Regions from separate parts of the Mus musculus genome. Here region 1 is linked to region 2. Evidence: chromatin contacts called from public Hi-C data. All regions are on one chromosome and are shown on one strand. The core of a region is the stretch at or near the end of the contact, and the rest is flanking DNA. Distances in the headings are between cores, read along the strand shown. Region 1 has its middle 35 kb from the start of Gm31639. Region 2 holds the start of Mmp13 (matrix metallopeptidase 13).

Region 1 (6,140 bases), core at 1,170-3,669, 51 kb after region 2:
AATCTATAAAGAGCTTAAAATTACGCAATCAGCTTATTAAAACTTAAAAAACAATTCTCAACTGGGAAATATACAAGAATTTCCTGGTGGCATGTTTCTGGTTTATTTCTTATGTGTCCCAAGCCAGCCTTGACTTCACTATCTGGCCCAGAATGGCCTTGAACGTGCTGCAGCCTAGCCTGGAATTCTAGCTTCACATCCAGATACTTTGGTTCAGTAAGTTTGACATGAAATAAAAGCATTATGTGCATAAATGAGATGCTCTGTCTCACAAACAACCAGATGTGCATCATATACCAGATGCGCAGCGAGATGACTCAGCCGGTCAGTGCTTGACACCAAGTCTGGTGCCTGAGTTGGAGCCCCAGGTCCTATATGGTAGGAGAGAACTTTCTTCAAGTTGTCTTCTGGTCTCCGTACTTATACTGGACATGTGCCCACTTTCCTCCAAATAAGTAAAATAAAGACCCTAAGGCTCAGGTGGTTCCCGTGTAGATCTCATTCTGAATACACCCGGAGACTAAAATATAGACGGTGCTGAGATCCAGAGTGTTCATGCTCTTTAAACAAAAATCCTTAAAAAACTCCATAAAATACATCTAAAAACCAAAGTAATTATTATCATTGCTACCACATTCTCGATAGTGAGATCAATGGCGGGGGGGGGGTGCTTATGTCAAAGAGAGAATTCTATGATGGTAGAATGAGCCATTAGAAAGGAATAGAGCTTTTTTCTTGACACAGTATAGCTTATAGAGACTCTCAACAGCAATGGGGAACATGAACTACTGAATGGTACAGTTTGTTCTTCATTGCCATCATAAGTCATCATAACCAAAACTGACCTGGGGAGATGAGGGTTTATTTGGCTTACAGCTAAGTCCATCATTGGGGGAAACTAAGACAGGATCTCAAATAGAGATCATGGAAGAACACTGCTTCTAGCTTACTTACTCCACTTTGCTCAACTGCTTTTCCTATACAGCCCAGGCCCAAGTGTCTAAAGATGGCACTGCTCACAGTGGGCTGGGCCCTCCTACATTAGCAATTAAGAAAATGTCTTTGCAGACATGCCCACAGGCCAGTCTGATGGAGGCAGTTTCTCAATTGAGATTTCCTCAATTGAGCTCTGTCAAGTTAACAAAACACACCATTTCCTAAAGAAGTCTATTCAGTGTAGTATTATGGTATATACATGATGACCTCAAGAGTGGAAGGAACTGCTATCCTAGAGCCTCATCACTCTTTGAGGAACCTAAAATATCTTTCTTAAAAGGAATGCAAAAATATATAAATACAACCCATTATTTTCAGGAAATAATAAATAGATGACGCAGGCAGAAAGCATTGAGTGATCTCACCCAGTGTCAGTGGGCTCCGTGGTGATGTAGGAAGGGAAACTCCTGGGGAATAGGAAGGATCCAGATTTTAGAAGATAAAAAACAGACATAAGAATATGGCAAAGCCTGTCCCTTGCAGGCTATCAATGGCTTAGCAAATACAAGTTTCCCTCATGAATGCTTTTCTGGAAATTGTTTTGCCCACCTATACCAAGGAAGTTGTGTCTTCATTTACCAAACATTTGTCAATTACTATGTGGCTTTATGTATTAAATGTCCAATGATGTGTAACTCAAAATTGTAGATTATAACGTAGATATTCATTGGAAATCTATGTAACTCTGAGTCCCTATGTTACATGCATTTCACACAATCATTGTAGCGCTGATGCCGCTAACGGCATTTGAAAGTATCACAGAGCTCTTCAGATTCCACAAAGTACTTTCCTGTGCCTCACCAGGAACTTAGGACCACCCAGAAATAATGCAGTTAGACTGGCTGGCTTAGATCTAACTCAGCTGTCTACTGTTGCTGAGGGATATGAGATGACAGACAGCATAGGGAACGCTCAGCAACTAGCAAGCAGGTTTTCTAGGAGGTTGTGAGCCAGTCTTCCCATTTGACTTCTGAATGCTCAATGTTAGGTTTACCATGGTGATCAGAACAACTTTACACATATTGTTCTCTTGAAGTAGAGATGCATACACAGAGCAGTAACAAGTAAAATACTGCTTCGACTGAGTGTCATTTACTATATTACTGGGATTGATCTTGAGGGTTTCTAATATTCCAGTAAGTGGGTGATTCTTTAAATTCACATGTTAAGCAGGAAGGTTCTGTGATGACTAGAATCCAGCCCTTGATGGCTTCTTTGTTCTAGTTGTCATTCTTTCCCCTTCATTCCTGGGTCTCGGCTGGAGGACGCACAATTTCTCAGCAAGCTAACATGACCGGCATTCGCTTACGCTTTGGATACACTTCCTGTTTGGCTGTTTCCCACTCCATATACAGACACGAGCAGTCCCTTACCCTTCCTAGTTTCTAAATGACTTTTTTACACAGGCCACAAAACTGGTACAGTCACAACAGTTGGTGTCATTTCCGTTTGACTTTTTTTTTTCTGTGTTTCTTCTGCCCAATGGCAGATATAAGAGAATCAGAAAGGGGGAACTGTAGTAACTTGAAGAAAACAATGTTCTAGTACTAGGCAAAGTCTAGAGGAGTTACACAATTGCACTTAATCTACACAGGAAACTGCACTAAGCCATAGCTTTATTTTAATGAAATACATTTCTTTAAACCACTACAACAGGGCTTTCAAGTGATTACTTTTCTTTCAGTTTTACTGAAAGTCAAACTGCTTATGTTAAGGAAGACAGTTTCAGCAGTTTAGTTTCAGTCAGACCCTGAAAAGCTAGAAGCAGAAGCAGATGTTAGTGCAGACACATAGGAAGGACAGGAGGGAGAATAAATGAAGGCGAAACTGAGAAAGCAGAGGAGTGTCAGGAGGGGACATGCTGCCCCCAGCAGGCAGTGTGGGATGGGCTCCCTTACACATACACACTAAACACATGCTTTCAAAAATCGTCAAAATGTACTTAACCGTAAGAATTTGGTTATCGCCATACTTTATAACCCATGTCCTTGGACAGCACGCTCTCAACAAGTATTTTCTGAATCAAATCAATGTCACTTCTACAGTGGCTTCTATTGTATCCTGTAGCCACTGTGAACAACAGTGTCAGGTTAGGTAAGGAAAGGCACCCAAGACTGGGTCCAGATAACAATTACTACGTTACAGTTGAGGTCATAGATACATAAAATCAAGCAAAGAGAAAAATGTATATTCTTTAAATGACCTTTATTGATTTTATATTCTAAAACTGTTACATACTGATTTTATTACAGAAAAAAAAAAACAATAAGAGAAAAACTCTGTTACCCAGAAGTTATCATTTTTTACAGTCGGTGCTCAACCTTTCCAGTCTTTTCCTTGTACATGCCCTGTTTTAAAGCACACTATCACATTGTTTATGGTGATTTAAAATGTCATTTTCACTCGCTAATATGGCATGGTATAAGATGGTATAACACTCCAAGGTGCGTTAGAAGTTACATTGCAACATTTATATAACTGCCCCAAGTTAAAAATATTTTTCTCCAGGATACATTTGTAACCAGAATGGCTAGGTAAAAGGATATGAAAGCTGCTAAGAGTTTTGAATATATCTTCTTAGGTGCCTTATAAAAAAATGCTATGCTAACTTGAAGTTCCTTCAGCAAAGCATAAGAACTATCCCTGTGCCATCAGCAATGGACAGTCATTAAAATACATGCCATTTAAGGATAAAAATATTACAGTTAATAAGCATTTCTTATATTCATTTGTATTAAATAGTAGTTCAATATGAAAAAATGGAATGATAATGTGTACCACAGAGAACAAAACTACACAGGTTGGCTAACAGGTCTCATGAGCAAATTATCTCATTTATTTACTTGCTCCATTGATTAGTGCTTTTTCCATAGTGAGTATAGTTCTAAGCATTGGGAACAAGTATAGCAAAGATCTATAGGCCTGCTCTTGAGCTCGCAGTTTAGTAAGGTAGGACGGTATGTGATAGGCTATCCCAGTCTAGCATTGCCAGCACTCTATACAGGACTCATGGTGGATCAAGGTGGGCAGAAGGAATGGGTACTTTTATTTTCTAAAAACAACCAGACCTCAGAGTAGGGATGGAGACTTCAATGATTATGAGAGGCAGTAGATACATGGAGGATACTAGAGACAGAATGGTGTTGTGCCTTCTAGACACAAGGAATAATGCCATAAATCCATTCTTTATAAAGTTAGAGCCCAAGTCATGCCTCTAGATTAAGAACAATCAGATTTCCCCTCATTCAACTGATAGCAATCAACTTTTCTCCAATTACTTCCTAATATAGACAAATCAACGTAATTATCTCATGACCAAACTTAAGACAAATCATCGGTAAATAGGAAGATGACTCACTAAGTCAAGTGGCCTACCATCAAGGATGAAGCACTCACTCAAGGAAGCTTTCCTTCTGAAGAATTTTTTCTGCTGGGGTTATCTTGCAGTTTGCTTTTTTTCAACAAAGTAGCATCATTAGAAAAATGCCTGTATGAAAATGATGACTTACTCAGTTCTGATTTAACTTCAGAGTTCCAGGGATTTCCGAGTGATCCAGTTTCTTTCCTAGAGCTCACGGCTTTAATGACAGGGGTAGGAGCCGGCCTTAAGAGTGGCTCTGTTCATCAATTAGTATCATGCACTGATTGTTATTTAACAAATTATCAGAACCCACTGCACCCAAAGTAAAGCATTAGGCATTATGGGGGGCTTTAGAAAACAAGACAGGTTACCAGTGTGCATCCTCAAAACTCCAGTTCCCCCACCTCCAAAGTCTCATCTGCCGAGAAGTCACAGACGCTCATCTTGTAGCTTGTTGTTCACGTTATTCAACTATTAAGAACTGAGAACATACTGAGGGGGTGTCTTCAGTCATGAAATAATTCATTATTCATTAAGAAGACCTCAGACCCTGGTGACATGCATACTTTCATCTATTTGGTTCAGCCAACATTTCCAGCAAACTCTTGAGACAAGACACTATGTTAGAAACTTAAGACATGCTTTTCATTCTTAAGAATGTGTAAGAAACAGGTAGACATTTTGTGTAAGAGTTCATTAGTTCACTCATGTCACTAAGCAAACTTCTAAATTACTAGCCACGAGCATAAGCAGATTTTTCAAGAAATTTACAGCATTGGAAGGATGATAGTCATGTATATTCTCACAACAAATACATTATGAAGTGAATAACTCAATGAATACCTTATGAACTGAATACCTTAGCAGCTTTCTGAGCTTTGTCCTCTTGGGGATCATAAGCTTCAAAAGAGTTTAGAAAAAACATGGTGGCCCCCACCTATAAATCCAGCACTGAGGCTGAGGCGCGGGAGGCAGAGGCAGGACTGTTTTGAGTTTGAAGCCACTTTGGCCTAACATAGTATGTTCCAGGCATCCCAATTCTAGGAGACTGCCAAAAACAAAACAAAACTAAACAAATACAAAACCAGTTTAGGAACTATTCAAGTTTATCTTATATAATAAAGAATATAGCAACGTTTTAGCTTCAAACTATTGACAGTCAATCATTTTGTCTGTTCCATATCTGCTGGATACTTGTAGTACCTTCTCTTTTTGGCATAACTCTAGATAATGAATCTAAAACAAGGCTAACATACTCTATCGTTCTAGAAAGTTCCCAGTGAGACTTGAAGCACTTGTCATCATATGCAGATCAAAACAATGCCAGATACTTCCTGACTTTATGTAAGGACGTAATAGAAATTTCTAAATAGAAATCTAGAGTTTCTCCACTCTGTGAAGTACAAGTGGGCACAAAGTGGTGCTCAAAGCACAGCAACTAGAAAGGTAGTGGTCCTTTGAAAGTTAGGAAATAGTACAGGTGAGTGAAGAAGACACAGAGCTCCCTGGTCCAACCAGAACACTTAGTTATTTTAAGAAATTGTACTTCTGGTAAAATTTCTTTTGAAACAGTGTTATCTAATTTTAAAAAACAATTGATTTAAGAGAAGTAGTAAGACATTAAAATACTTTGTTTCATAAAATTCTTCCTGTGCAGTGTAAATGGACAGATTTTTAAAGATAACTATAGCAGTTAAGGCTTGTGTATTCATTCCAAACACAATCTAGACCAGTGGTTCTCAATCTTCCTAATGCTATTCTTTAACGCAGCTCCTCATATTGT
Region 2 (5,972 bases), core at 2,742-5,241:
GTGAGGGGAAGATGAAGGAAACTCTAATCTCTCCATATCTTTTCCTAACTCAGCATCTTACTCTTATAGCTAGTGATCAGTAGCTTAAAGGAAGAGTCAAAGTGTTGATTCGAAATAGTAATCTGTATTACTATAAGAGCTATATCGTTCTCCATAAAGAATCAGTTACCTACAGTGGTATCAACAGCTTTCTCCCAGATAATTAGTAGTCAGTAGAGAATAGAATAGTTCTGATTTTTCTCTGTCTTCTCTAGCCAGGTTAAGTGAGAAGACAGAAATGATCCAGAATCAGCCATATGGGGGTCACATGAGGTCCCACATAGCTTTAGGCTTAGCTTAGAACATTATTCAGAGGGATAATGAACATGCTACTGTATTTCCACTTTTCCTCTAATAACTCTCTGCCAACTTTTAGACTGTTATTTTAAATTGTAAGAGTGCATGGTAAATGGAAAATGCTGGGGATGTATCTCAGTAGTAGAGCATCTGCCTCGTATTCACAAAGGCCCAATCTCCAGCACCACAAAAAGCAATGCCCCAAGACAGATGAGAGGGGGAGCTCGAGCCAGTGTTTTATTTGCTCATTAAATATACTTTGTTATCAGAGCCAATGTGTAAAGAAAATAAACTGACTTGCACTCAAAGGTCACATGGTTGGGATGAACAATAATTATTGCAGTGAATAGTAATTAGTCACTTAACTATTTTTAACCTTCATCTGAAAACTTAAGTCAGATTTTTCCTGTATATATTTTCAATTATTTCAACTAAACATTTCAAACCTGTGATTCATGTAAGAGTCTGAGTCTGGGACTTACTGTGACTTTTAACAATACTAGCTGCTCTTCTCAGGAAACCCACTCTTCTTATGAGATACTAAAAGCATGAATATGTAAACCATCCCCTTCCCCTCCAGAGACAGGTTAAAAGTATTGGAGAGGTGGCATTCATTGTGAATGGGCCAATTTTACTCTCACTTGGGCAGGAACCCACTCATTCATTCATTCATTCATTCATTCATTCTTTACTTATTTACTCTCTTAAATTTTTTGAGACAGAGGCTCCCAATACAACTCAAACTGGACCCAAATTCATGATCTAACTTCAGCCTCCTGAGTGCTGGGATTATAGCTGAACATCAACCATGGCTTCCATTTTATTTAAGTAAATAATAAAAAACAACTTCTATGATGATTGTTCTTAGTTGCTCTAACTCAGAATCTCTCTTGATCCAAAGTTAAATCTTACTTTGAATATTCTGAGGCTGTTCTTGGTAAGTTAATATCCCAATTATTTTGAGCTTTTAAAAACAAGAAGTAGCTGAGAATGGTAGCTACAGAATCACAGATCTAACTACTGAGAGAATTTATTGAACACTTAGTTTCATTTTACTCTCATAAATACAACCACACCTGCACACTAGCTATTTTGAGTAAGATGTCACCTTGTTTTTGAAAAGCAGTGTTTATGAATGAGTGCTGAGTCGGGCAGTGTTGGCACATGCCTTTAATCCCAGCACTTGAGAGGGAGAGGAAGATTTCTGAGTTCGAGGCTAGCCTGATCTACAGAGTGAGTTCCAAGACAGCCAAGGCTATACAGAGAAACCCTGTCTCAAAAAAACAAAAACAAAAACCAAAAACCAAAAAAAAAGTAAGTAAGTAAATAAATAAATGAATGAATGAATGAATGAATGCTGTAGGAAAGTCTGAGACAAGTAACGTGCCTAATGAGGTATAGAAGTTTAACTAGCCTATGCCATTAATATTTCAGCCAAAAAAAAAAAGTCTATTTCAAATAACATCCAATATAGTTGTGGACCATAGCACCAGCCATGATAGTTTTTAGAGATAGATTTATAAAAAACTATATTTCTTTAAACAGCAAAACTATAAACCAAAGAAAGAAACAGAACCATGCCTAAAAGAGAAGATGTTTGACCCCATTTCAAAAAGAATATTCTTGAGGTCATAGCAAGAAATATCATATAATTTATTCATATTTAATGATTTGTACAAAAAAAGTTTGGTGTGGCACCAATTAGCACAAAATATACTTTTGTTATTTTAGAAAGCATAATCAAATGCTAAACACGATTTGCTTGTATGCTTTCTAACTGTGTCAGTGAGACTATATCCAGTAACATGAGCTAAGTCTTTACAAGGAAGATTACCTTTGGAACTGCTTGTCCAGGTTTCATCATCATCAAAATGGGCATCCCCACCATAGTTTGGTCCAGGAGGAAAAGCGTGTGCCAGAAGACCAGAAGGTCCATCAAATGGGTAGAAGTCACCATGTTCTATGCAGACAGCAAGAGTTAGAGTCCCATTATATATACTGTGCCTGACTTGGCAGCTTTTTCAAATGCTTTGAAATTGGTAAATGACTGGTGAAAGGAATAAAAAAAAATGAAAGCAAGGAAGGATTAGTGTATGAGCATGTGTCTAAATAACTCCACACCCTTACCTTTAGTCCCAAAAGATATCATGATGTCAGCAGTGCCATCATAGATTCTGGTGAAATTCAGTGGTGTCACATCAGACCAGACCTTGAAGGCTTTTCTGAAGGCCTTCTCCACTTCAGAATGGGACATATCAGGAGTATAGTTCACAATCCTATTCAACATAGAAAATGTCAGCTAAATTTTGAAAGGTTAAAACTGTTTGTAAAACATACTCTCTTAGGGACTGGTGAGATGGCTCAGTGGCTAAGAGCACTGGCTGCTCTCCCAGAGGTCCCGAGTTCATTTCCTAGCAATCACAAGGTGGCTCACAATCATTCATAGGGCTATAGGGAGATCTGATATCCTCTTCAGGCAGGTGGCTGTATATGCAGCAGAACACTTGTACATTAAATAAATACATTAAACAAACAAACAACATAGAACAAAAAAAGCAAATATACTTTCTTAGAATATTGCTTTTCAACTTGAAATGGCTGCTTTAAAGTTTCCATTAGATATAATAGGTGCTTTAAAAGAATTAAATTCAAGAGTTCTGTCTAATATTTAATCACTGTCAAATAAATAAATACCTTGGCACCTTAAATTTAACATATTAAATATAAATTTGTTGGCAGCTAAAATCTGGCACTGTAGGGTCTGAGGAAAGAGTGGAACCCTCCATCTTCAGGAACATCATCATAAATACAGCAAAAATTTTTTAAATTTCTTCCCTGACTTGTGGTTTCATTTCTACAAGAAATATCTTGAGACACTCACCAAAAATAATGTTGGGGCTAGCATTGAGATAATAGGTCTTACTAATTTATTAGTTTTTTATGTTGACTTACAGAACTCATTTAGAAATACGTGTAATATAAACTTTTTAATTTTGCAGAAAAATGCAATCAGATATTAAATATAAGTTACTTCTGTGCTTCTTAACCTTGTATTAAAGCTAATTCTGAACCGAACCTCCAATTAACTACTCCAGGCCTACTTAACGTCAGACACGTAGAAGAAAAAAGTAACATATGTGAGGGACAGAGCCTCTGCTTTACCTGTAAGTTAAGTTCGTTTGGGACCATTTGAGTGTTCTAGGGAAAACATTGTATTCACCCACATCAGGCACTCCACATCTTGGTTTTCTCATGATGTCTAAGGTGGGATCATCAAGTTTGCCAGTCACCTCTAAGCCAAAGAAAGATTGCATTTCTCGGAGCCTGTCAACTGTGGAGGTCACTGTAGACTTCTTCAGGATTCCCGCAAGAGTCGCAGGATGGTAGTATGATTTCAAGTAGTGCTAGAAAAGAGACCAAAATAACCAGCTTTTAAGAGAATAGGGATTTGAGAAATGCACTACAGTGCCATCCTTGGCAGAATACAGTACCTCTGCAAACACAAGGTCTTCCTCAGACAGGTCATCATCATCATCATCACCATAGGGAAGGGGCAGGGACCAACAGGGAGTCCAGCTCAACAAGAAGAAGGTGGCCAGGATAGCTGAATGCATGGTGCCCAGCAGTGCCTGGAGTCTCTCCTTCCCAGGGCAAGCATCTTCTATTTTATAGCATGATAGTGATGAGTCACCACTTTGGGGTGTGTGTTAACTTCCTAGTGAGGCGAAGGTAAACATGCTTACATGGTATTTTTTTTTCTTCCTAAGTGTGGTTTGTGGCAGAATCTGAGGGAAATGGAAAATGAAGGCATCTCTACTTTCAGTGGGGGAATATCAAAACTCATCTGGCAAAATAAACAGCCTCAGCATTTTCATGGATATAGTGGGGAGAAGCAGCAGCTAGTATATTTTTCACTTCACTGGACAAAAATGTTGTCTTCCTTTTGTAGGGAAAACAGCTACTCTGAGTTTTTCAGGTAATAATAATAGCAAAGTAAAATGTTTGTTCCTGTAAGGAAAGACAAAGTTCTGTCCACAAAATGGTTATAGGTTGATGAGTTCTCAACTCTATTCTGTCTTGAGCAGCAACAGTGAGAATCCTTGCTGTATTTCCTTGAAGGCCTCAGAAATGTATAAGAACCAAGCTTGAGGTCTTTAAGACACTGTAGATGATTGAGTCCTGCCACAGACCACCGCAGTCGGGTATGGGGGTCCCTGGAATGAGGGTCCTTGAAGCGAGGTGGGTAAGGATTCAGTGGTGACAAACAGAAACAAACACAGAGGCAGTTTGAATCTGAGTGTATTCTGCAGCTCTCAAGCAGGGGGTTTTATACATTAAAAACTGAACATTACATTTCTTAGAAACTGTATCCAGTGAAACAATCACAAATACCAACAAAAGTCATCTGACACAGTAAAGCACAAAAATCATCCAAGCATTACAACTCTGAAACTATGTATTCAGTGAATCACAAACAGAACTGGTAACATCATTATAAATCATCAAAATATAACAATTCTAAAAGAATGTATTCAGTGGGAGCTGTCGTCCAAGGCTAGTGGTATATTTCCAGGAGCAGGTTAATAGATCTTTAATGGGCTGAACTAACTTTCTAGCCCCATGGTCAATTATTATTTAACATCTAGTGCCTGTCTTTTTGTAATCTTCAATGTATAAATTTGAACTATTTTAATTCTTTCTAATTAAGGCTTTCTTTACCATATCTCAAAATCTACCTCCAATGACACATGTGTAGTCATATGAAATTTTATTGTTGGGAAAATTTTTATCATAATAGTTTTGTAAATGATTTGGAAAGTAAAGCGTTGGTTTCCCTGGGGATAAGGTCATCTTAGTGGCCCCATCTCTAGGAGTGGTTTCTTACCCATTATTCTCAATTAAGATCTTGGCCTAGGCTACCAGGAACATGTAAATAAGAAAAGGAATAAGAGAAAGCAAAACAGATAGATTGCCATGAGAACTACAGCTCAATCATTTTTCTCTGGCAAAGAGTTCCACAACCAGTTCCAAGAGGCCTCCCCCTTTTGAGGTCAATCGCCTCAGTTTGTGGAACTTGTCACACAGATCTTATTGGAGGTGATGTGGCAGAGTCCTAAGCTGGAATTTTAACATCCTGGCATAACCTTTAGATGGCTGTGGAGACCTGTGTGAATTTCCTACATGTCCAAGCACCTGTATCTGGGCTCTGTTGGAATGCAGCCACTCCAATGGTTAGGACTAGGGACTATGGGTAAAATTAGGACTGTGTTTTGAGCCATCACTCCCAGTCAGGTTTAAAAGGCATTATCTCATTTAATTCCTACAAAAACAAAAGCAGATACTGTGCATAGGGCTCATATCAGGGCCCAATGTATAGGGCCTTAAACTGTAGTCCAGGAAGCTTAGAACTCCCTATGTATCCCAGGACCTTGAAGTCACTCAAACCATTGTGCCACACATCCTTCAGATTGATTTATTTGATATACAGTGGATAGAGTACACAGTTCTCCTTTCAGCTTCCTAAAGACCATGATTATATTGTGAAGCACCATGTTGGATCATTACAACATAAGCTCTCTGCAGAAGAAATACTTTAATGAAAAACAACAATAAACATCACTACTTCTCAACTCTAA

What was found. A called contact is a pair of places that touch in the nucleus more often than the background predicts.
Region 1: a Hi-C map of bone marrow-derived macrophages shows a contact between it and region 2, with 2.9 times the contacts expected there. The contact joins the enhancer-like site here to the promoter of Mmp13 in region 2. A contact is called at or near these places in 6 of 39 promoter capture datasets (the 3T3-L1 cell line, 3T3-L1-derived adipocytes, the C10 cell line and 2 more), 6 of 484 Hi-C or Micro-C datasets (the BV-2 cell line, bone marrow-derived macrophages, macrophages and 2 more), 3 of 115 datasets of contacts at active chromatin or transcription factors (CD8 T cells, bone marrow-derived dendritic cells and bone marrow-derived macrophages) and 2 of 9 other capture datasets (adipose tissue and pancreatic islet).

What each region holds. Positions count from the first base shown.
Region 1 is chr9:7,217,925-7,224,064 of GRCm38.p6, reverse strand. It overlaps a transcript of Dcun1d5 not described here. Among named protein-coding and RNA genes, the nearest start is that of Gm31639, 35 kb to the left of the region's middle. Within about 2 kb of position 2,419, at least 101 of the 459 cell types and tissues checked have an H3K27ac peak or open chromatin away from gene starts, as enhancers often do. A contact at or near this core is called in the BV-2 cell line, CD8 T cells, adipose tissue and 5 more, where this site is marked.
Region 2 is chr9:7,270,533-7,276,504 of GRCm38.p6, reverse strand. It overlaps Mmp13 (matrix metallopeptidase 13), which reads right to left and starts at 3,991. Exons shown (of 10, transcript NM_008607.2): 1 at 3,828-3,991; 2 at 3,499-3,740; 3 at 2,464-2,612; 4 at 2,171-2,296. The coding sequence starts at 3,950. Gm31639 (a long non-coding RNA gene) reads right to left here. Exons shown (of 5, transcript XR_379095.2): 5 at 4,997-5,972.